Linked DNA regions of Zea mays: region 2 is linked to region 1. Evidence: chromatin contacts called from public Hi-C data. All regions are on one chromosome and are shown on one strand. The core of a region is the stretch at or near the end of the contact, and the rest is flanking DNA. Distances in the headings are between cores, read along the strand shown. Region 1 holds the start of LOC100383245. Region 2 holds the start of LOC100279978 (Serine carboxypeptidase K10B2.2).

Region 1 (3,305 bases), core at 471-2,970:
AAATCTTAAGAGATGAACTAGTGATACTCACTTGAGCCCCTATTGCATGAACAAGAAAACCACTTATTGAGAATCCGATAAGACCTCCAACAGATGAACAGAATCCATTTAAGCTTATCATATCAGCAGCAAGATGAGGGTACACTATACTGTTTTCTGCCACGCAAGCATCTATAGTAACATCAGCTATCGCCACGCTAGCGCTTCCGGTCATCAATGCCAACAAAGCGAACAATGCATGAAGCTTGCTGTGGAGAGCGAGTATAAGCATTGCAATCACTCCGATGAAGCCTGCATACTCCTCAAAAACAGGGAGGGAACAAAACAAACAAAATACTCATTTTCTATTTATGCTTTTACTAAATGAAGCTTATTCTCCTATCAAGAGAATAGTAGTAGTAGTATGAATGCCATTGTTAGCGAACAATGGCTCATTTTGGCTTATGCTGTTTGCTGCAAAGCTTGTTTTTTCAAAATAAATGCACCTACACAGTCACATTGATTCCTTCCTACTAGCTATTTGGTACTCCTCCATGCAGTTAATGAATCAAAATTAAGATGTACTGAACTAATCATCATTTTAAAACAAGTTTTTTTAATGATTTAGTTTGGATCTTATGCTGCACCTACTAGATGTAAAGTCAACTAGTGCATAGCCATTAGCTAATAGGCATGTTTGATGCTCATTGCCGTTGACACGTTTTGTCACTACTTTTCAGGATTACGAGTCATCTAACTTTACTTGCACTCCTACATTTCCGCAAGATATTTTTCAGTCCTAAAGTTCCTACCAAATTGAACGAGGAACACTGGTTTTCCAGAAATCAGGACCCAGGAGCGTCTCTAACCAAAAACCAACACATGCTCCTCACCTGCAAGAATAAAGTAGGGCCGGCGGCGGTATCCGGCAACGGGGAGCACGTCGGTGAGCAGGCCCCAGAGCGGCTTGACCATCCAGGGGATGGACGTGACGCCCTGGTACACCTGCGCCACCGACGGCTGCACCCGCTGCACGTCCTTCCAGTAGTAGTCGGACGCGACGCGCGAGATGCCGCCACCGAGGCCCTGGCTGATGCCGTACGTGGCCACCACGCCGAAGACGAAGCTCCAGTGCAGTTCCCTGGCCAGCATCCGGAACCACGCCACCGGCGACGTTGGGGGGCTGCCGTGGCCATGGCCGTCGCCCTCGGCCACCTTAGCTGGCGATCCCGGGGCCTCCTCGATGAAGACATTGGTGTCCCTCTCCTTGTCCTCGGCGAGGTCGGGGGCCGGCTGCGGCGACATTTCCGTGGTCGCTTGTGCTGTCGCGCGCGAGATCTCCTATGGCCCGCAGCCCGCTAGGAGACTGCAACAGAGCTCGGATTTCTTCACTGGGCTTTACCGAACCTCTCCATGATCCGGATAATGGATGCTCGATGCTCCAGGCACAGATTTGGGGTTTCTTGGATTCTACGCACTGTGGGAAGCGACAGCAAGATCGGAGCTGGGTGAGGTAGGTGCGTCTGTATCGTATCGATCCAGAAAGTCTTGAAAAAACCAAGAGAGTGTCAAGCTAACCGCTCCTGAAGGTATCAATCAGATCAAAAGTTTGCTCGAACCTTTTGTTACAATCTGAACTTGGGATAAACTGGCAAAAGAAATGGAGAAAAATGTCAAGAAAAATTTTTGGCAGGCGAATGGTGCCCAATGGCTTCCAAAAACACACCACTGGGCATCGAGACATGAATGGGGTTAGCTGCAGACATCAGGTACAAGTGGACTATAAACAAGAACAGCGTGAAGTAAAAAAAGTTGCACGAGATCGAAGTCCTAAGAAATTGGGAGATTCCTTCGGCAGGTTAGCCGTTTGACCTTTTGTTTAATTGGTTTTAAAAACGGTGAGCTGGCTCGCTAGCTGACAGCAGCATGGACAAAGAGTGCCTGTCGTGTGGGCCCCTGATACCGGGCCAGCCTTGTGCGGTGGGTCGTGTACTAGTGCAGTTGGGTAGCCTTGCTGCGTGACGTCAGAGTGGTACGAGTACGACAGGGATAGTTAGCTAATCGGCTAGAGCATCTCCAGCAAAATTCCTGCTTAACACTATACTGTCGCTGTTTGGCATAGTTCTGGAGCGGAACTCCAACCCGGTTACCCGCACTAATGACTAATTTGGTGACAAGAGGATCACGGGAGGATTGGAGAGGATTGAGGGGGAAATAAACTAATTTCCCCCTCAATTCCCTCTGATCCCCCCGTGATCCCTTCTCACCAAATCAGTCCAAACACTTCGGCTTTAAACAAAAAACTCTACATAGTTTCTAAAACTATAGTAAAAAACCGGAGTGCCTTTTTACCTACTTCAAAAACAACTAAAAACAAACTAGACATAAAGCTTACAAGTATATTTACATGATTGATTCTTTCTTTCTCCTGTAACCTTTCTCTTCTCCTCCTCGCACTTTCTCCCTCCGTCGTCAACCACGCCTCCTCCCATGCATGTCGCCAGTCGCGCCTCCTCCCTCTATCCACGGGGCATCGTGGGTCCTCCCTCCACCGCCTGCCGTGCCTCTTCCTCGCTCCGCTGACAAGCGTGCCTCCTCCTTTGCACGCTAGCCGATACGGTTCCTCCTCCTCTGCCGATCATCGCAAGTCGTCCTCTGCCTACCGGCCGCTACGTCTCCTTGCCCACCGAGGTTGTCGCCCAAGCTTGCCCGAGCATCGCCATGCTTTGGATAACATGATTGAAGATACAAGAGACTGACAAGTGGGATCATTCAACCAAGGGAAAAGATGTACTTTCGCTTGTAAAATCTTATTCCTAGAGCTAGGAACCCTTTTCTACCCAAACACAACTAAAACTCCATAATAAATTTGCTCCATCCATCCTAGAATTTTTTAGTAGAGCTACTCCATGGAGGAGCATAGTCATTCCAAATAGACCCTAATAATATAGATGACAAAGTAAAATTATAGCTATTAGATATAAGTGATCAGATAAAAAAACAACTATTAAAGCATCCAAATTTAGAAATTAAAATGGACAACCAAATCCTCTTTTTAACACATATTTCTAGGGCTAGTTTAAAAACTCAAATCTCCTTGGTTCTCGGACAAGCATCTAAATTATGGTTTCATCTATTTTTTCGTGTTCCCCATCTCAATGTTGTATGACTCCCTCAACGGCATGTGCCTCCCTTCTCTCATAGTGCTTCTTGTCATGGCGCACACTCGCTTATTTGACACTTCTATTTTTGATGATGTGACTCCGAAGTCAGCACAACTCCCTCCTCTCATAGCACGACTTTAATAAGGGGTAGCCTGCAATTCT
Region 2 (3,267 bases), core at 535-3,034, 160 kb after region 1:
AGATGCATATCTAAGATTGAATATATGGCTGATGTGCTAGCCTGCACATTCTCTAATCCTCTCCTGTCGTCGAATCAAAATTTCAAGGTGTTTCACATGATCACAAGATACATCTGCAAATATTTTAATTACTCTTTCTAACCCCACAGGCATTTTTACAGGAGTTGGTGCTGTAGGTGTACAAGCTGTTGGCAGAAATGTGAATGGTGCAGCACCAGAATTCACTATTCCCCACTGGTGGAGTCAATTGAAGGTGCCTGGGCTTAGACCATCGATGTCTGTGGATGATTTTGTGAACCACCTAGGCAACTGCATCTCAGAGCAGATCACTTCAGGCAATCCGGCGTTGGCCAACAACGAGGTGCCGACCAAAGAAACACTTGAGGGGATTGCTCAGTACCTTCTTGGTGACACACAAGGCCCACCGGTTTCTGCTTCAGACGAGAGATCACTGATGGCCAGGGTGGACTCCCTCTGCTGTTTGATTCAGAAAGACACAGTGCCGGTTACCAAACCAAAACCTGAGCCAAATGACAGCGACAGCATCGGTGTTGAAGCCTCGGATGGTTCCGACGAAGAATTCAGCTCTGCACCAACTGGGAAACCTACAGATGCCACCAATCTACCAGCCATGTCAAGAAAGGATTCGTTTGGGGAGCTGCTGACTAACCTCCCCCGCATTGCCTCGCTACCACAGTTCCTCTTCAAGATACCAGAGGGTACAGAGAACTGAAGCTGGAAGTCAAGACCTCGCGCCCTTATGCTGTAAAGATTGTACCCAAGCAATAAGAAATCCGGTAGGTTGTATTCTGGTGCACCAGTTCCCCGCCCTGTAAATGTGACACTCGGTAGGTTGCCCCAGCTGTGTGTTTCGCGACTGAAATGGGTAGTGGAAAAATTGAGATGTTCGTTGGTTCTTTTAACTCAATCGTGTCCCACGCAAAACTTCTGAGCTTAATTTTCAGGCGGCACCTCCACTGGTACCCTGTATGTTCCTGATTGACGTGTATATAAAGGTTGTTTCGATCTGTCATGAACGTAAGGTTTTCAGATTGACATGTTCCAGATTGACGTGAATGTAATGTTTTCATCTGTCATAACTCATAACCACTCAGTTTCGTTGTTAATTTTGTGCCATAACTCAAACACTCGGTCCCGTTTTTAGTTTTGGGTCTGTTAGGTTGGCTTTTAATTTTTACGCGACTATAATCATGTCAAACCAAAATAGACCGTGGCTTGGTGTGCACGTGATGGGCTGATGGCGTTGGCGTGCCGGGCCGTGCCGCGCTCCACCCAACATAATCACACGATCCGCACCCAAGACCAAACACATCATCATGCTAGTTCCTCACCTGCAACTGCAAGTCTGTCACCCCGCTCACGGGACCAGATCGCAGTGTTGTATACGCTATATATTTCGCGGCATAGTTGCGTAGCTACAGTATTTCATCAATTATATTTATAGCGCGTGCAAATCGTTATGATACTAGTATTGACCATAGCAAGAAATCGTGTGTTATATAAAGGAAAAAATATAATAGTGGAATTAGAATGAATAAAATATGTATTAATAGTTGATATAGAAGGAATATATATATAGCGGTAGTGTGGAAAATTATAATATAAAGTAAGGAATCTTGACGACTAAAGGATTATAGATCAAAGATATGGCACTGAGGATAGCCTCACGGGCGGCGGCTCGCGTGTCCCGCCAGCTAGCCGCACACTTTCCTCTCTTTCAGTTTCGCTTCGCAGACTTCGCTTGCGCTTCACCCAACCTTAACCGCAACGGTTCCCGTGCGGAGTTTTTATTATGAATGAATGAATACGAATTCAGAGCACGAGCGCCGTTGATTGGCCGCTACTAGTACTACCAGCTAGGCCACTGCTCCTCTGCTACCCGCTAACCTCGCGCCGGAGTCGTCGCCCACGATGGCCTACCGATCCGCAGTGCTCTTGCCCGCCCTCCTACTGGCCGTCGCCGTCGTCGTGGCCTCCGCCGCCGCCGGGGACGGGAGGTGGCGGGAGGAGCAGGCGCGGGACCGGGTGCCGCGGGTGCCGGGGCAGGCCTTCAACACCAGCTTCGCGCAGTACGCCGGGTACGTGACCGTCAGCGAGCAGCGCGGCGCTGCGCTCTTCTACTGGTTCTTTGAGGCCGAGAAGGACCCGGGGTCCAAGCCCCTCGTGCTCTGGCTCAACGGAGGTGCGTGCGCTACCTACCTACGTACCCATACCTTATCACCCGCCCGCCTGCTGCGTGCTTCGCTTCGCGATCCGTTTCGTACTGTGATGACTGTTTGGGTCTGATGGGTACTTGGGGGAGATCTGTGGACTAATCATCTGATTGAGGTTGCGGGGGATCGGGCAACCAAGGATTTTCGGACTTCGGTGTAGGTGACCTGTGGTCTCCAGCTTGTTTTTTAACAGGGGAGCCGAGAGTGATGCCTTGCGTGCGCTGTGTGTACATGCACAGATGCTTGTGGTACCCTCATTCTTGCCAGGACTAGGATTTAGCTTGGGGGCCGTAAGTTTAGATCAAGTATTAAATATACTCTAATTACAAAACTAATTACATCGATCAAGATTAAACTTTAATAGAAAAAGAGAGAGACGAGGATTAAACGACAAGACAAATCTGTTAAAACTAATTAGTCCATGATTCACTCATGTGATGCTACAATAAACATTTACTTATCATATGTTCATTTGTGTAATTAGACTACATTTAAACATCCTATGTGATACTAACTAAACTTTAGTAAAGGGGTATCCATTGTCTGGATAGCTCTTTTAATTTTCACCCAACTCTCTCTCTGAATGACGACTGTGCAAGCATGCAAGCAAGTTGGATCTCTAGATCGTGATCTAATTTGTCGTTTTTTAATAAAGCTACATGAGTTGGTGGTCGTGAGCATTAGATTTAAGCTATATATAAGTAGAACTTTTTTTTTCTCAAACACGCAGGAGACCTGCTTATCATTTCATAAATAGAAGAAAACAGAAAGAAAAAGGACAGGTCCACAGCCCACACACCCGAAAGCTAACAACATGGAAAGGCCCTTGGCCCCAGCCATACACCACAGAGTGTGGTCGTCGTCGGCCAACCCTAACACACTATACAAATTAGGAGAGATCCCCTTGAAGACGCAATCGTTGCGGTGTTGCCAAATATCCCAAGCTCCAAGGATCACCAGCGAATTGAAACCAATCTTGCGAGGACCATCACCTAGATCGACAGAGCTGCTCCACCATATATAAGTAGAACTA

The links. Hi-C and Micro-C count contacts between places; a contact is called where the count stands out from the background.
Region 2: a contact with region 1 is called in a Hi-C map of leaf, with 2.2 times the contacts expected there. The contact joins the promoter of LOC100279978 here to the promoter of LOC100383245 in region 1. A contact is called at or near these places in 6 of 25 Hi-C or Micro-C datasets (ear, endosperm, leaf and 1 more).

The regions. Positions count from the first base shown.
Region 1 is chr9:13,786,018-13,789,322 of Zm-B73-REFERENCE-NAM-5.0, forward strand. It overlaps LOC100383245, which reads right to left and starts at 1,721. Exons shown (of 5, transcript NM_001361976.1): 1 at 873-1,721; 2 at 32-291. The coding sequence starts at 1,284.
Region 2 is chr9:13,942,899-13,946,165 of Zm-B73-REFERENCE-NAM-5.0, forward strand. It overlaps LOC100279978 (Serine carboxypeptidase K10B2.2), which reads left to right and starts at 1,785. Exons shown (of 10, transcript NM_001152926.1): 1 at 1,785-2,203. The coding sequence starts at 1,933. It overlaps LOC100275680, which reads left to right. Exons shown (of 6, transcript NM_001149708.2): 6 at 162-1,098. The coding sequence ends at 733.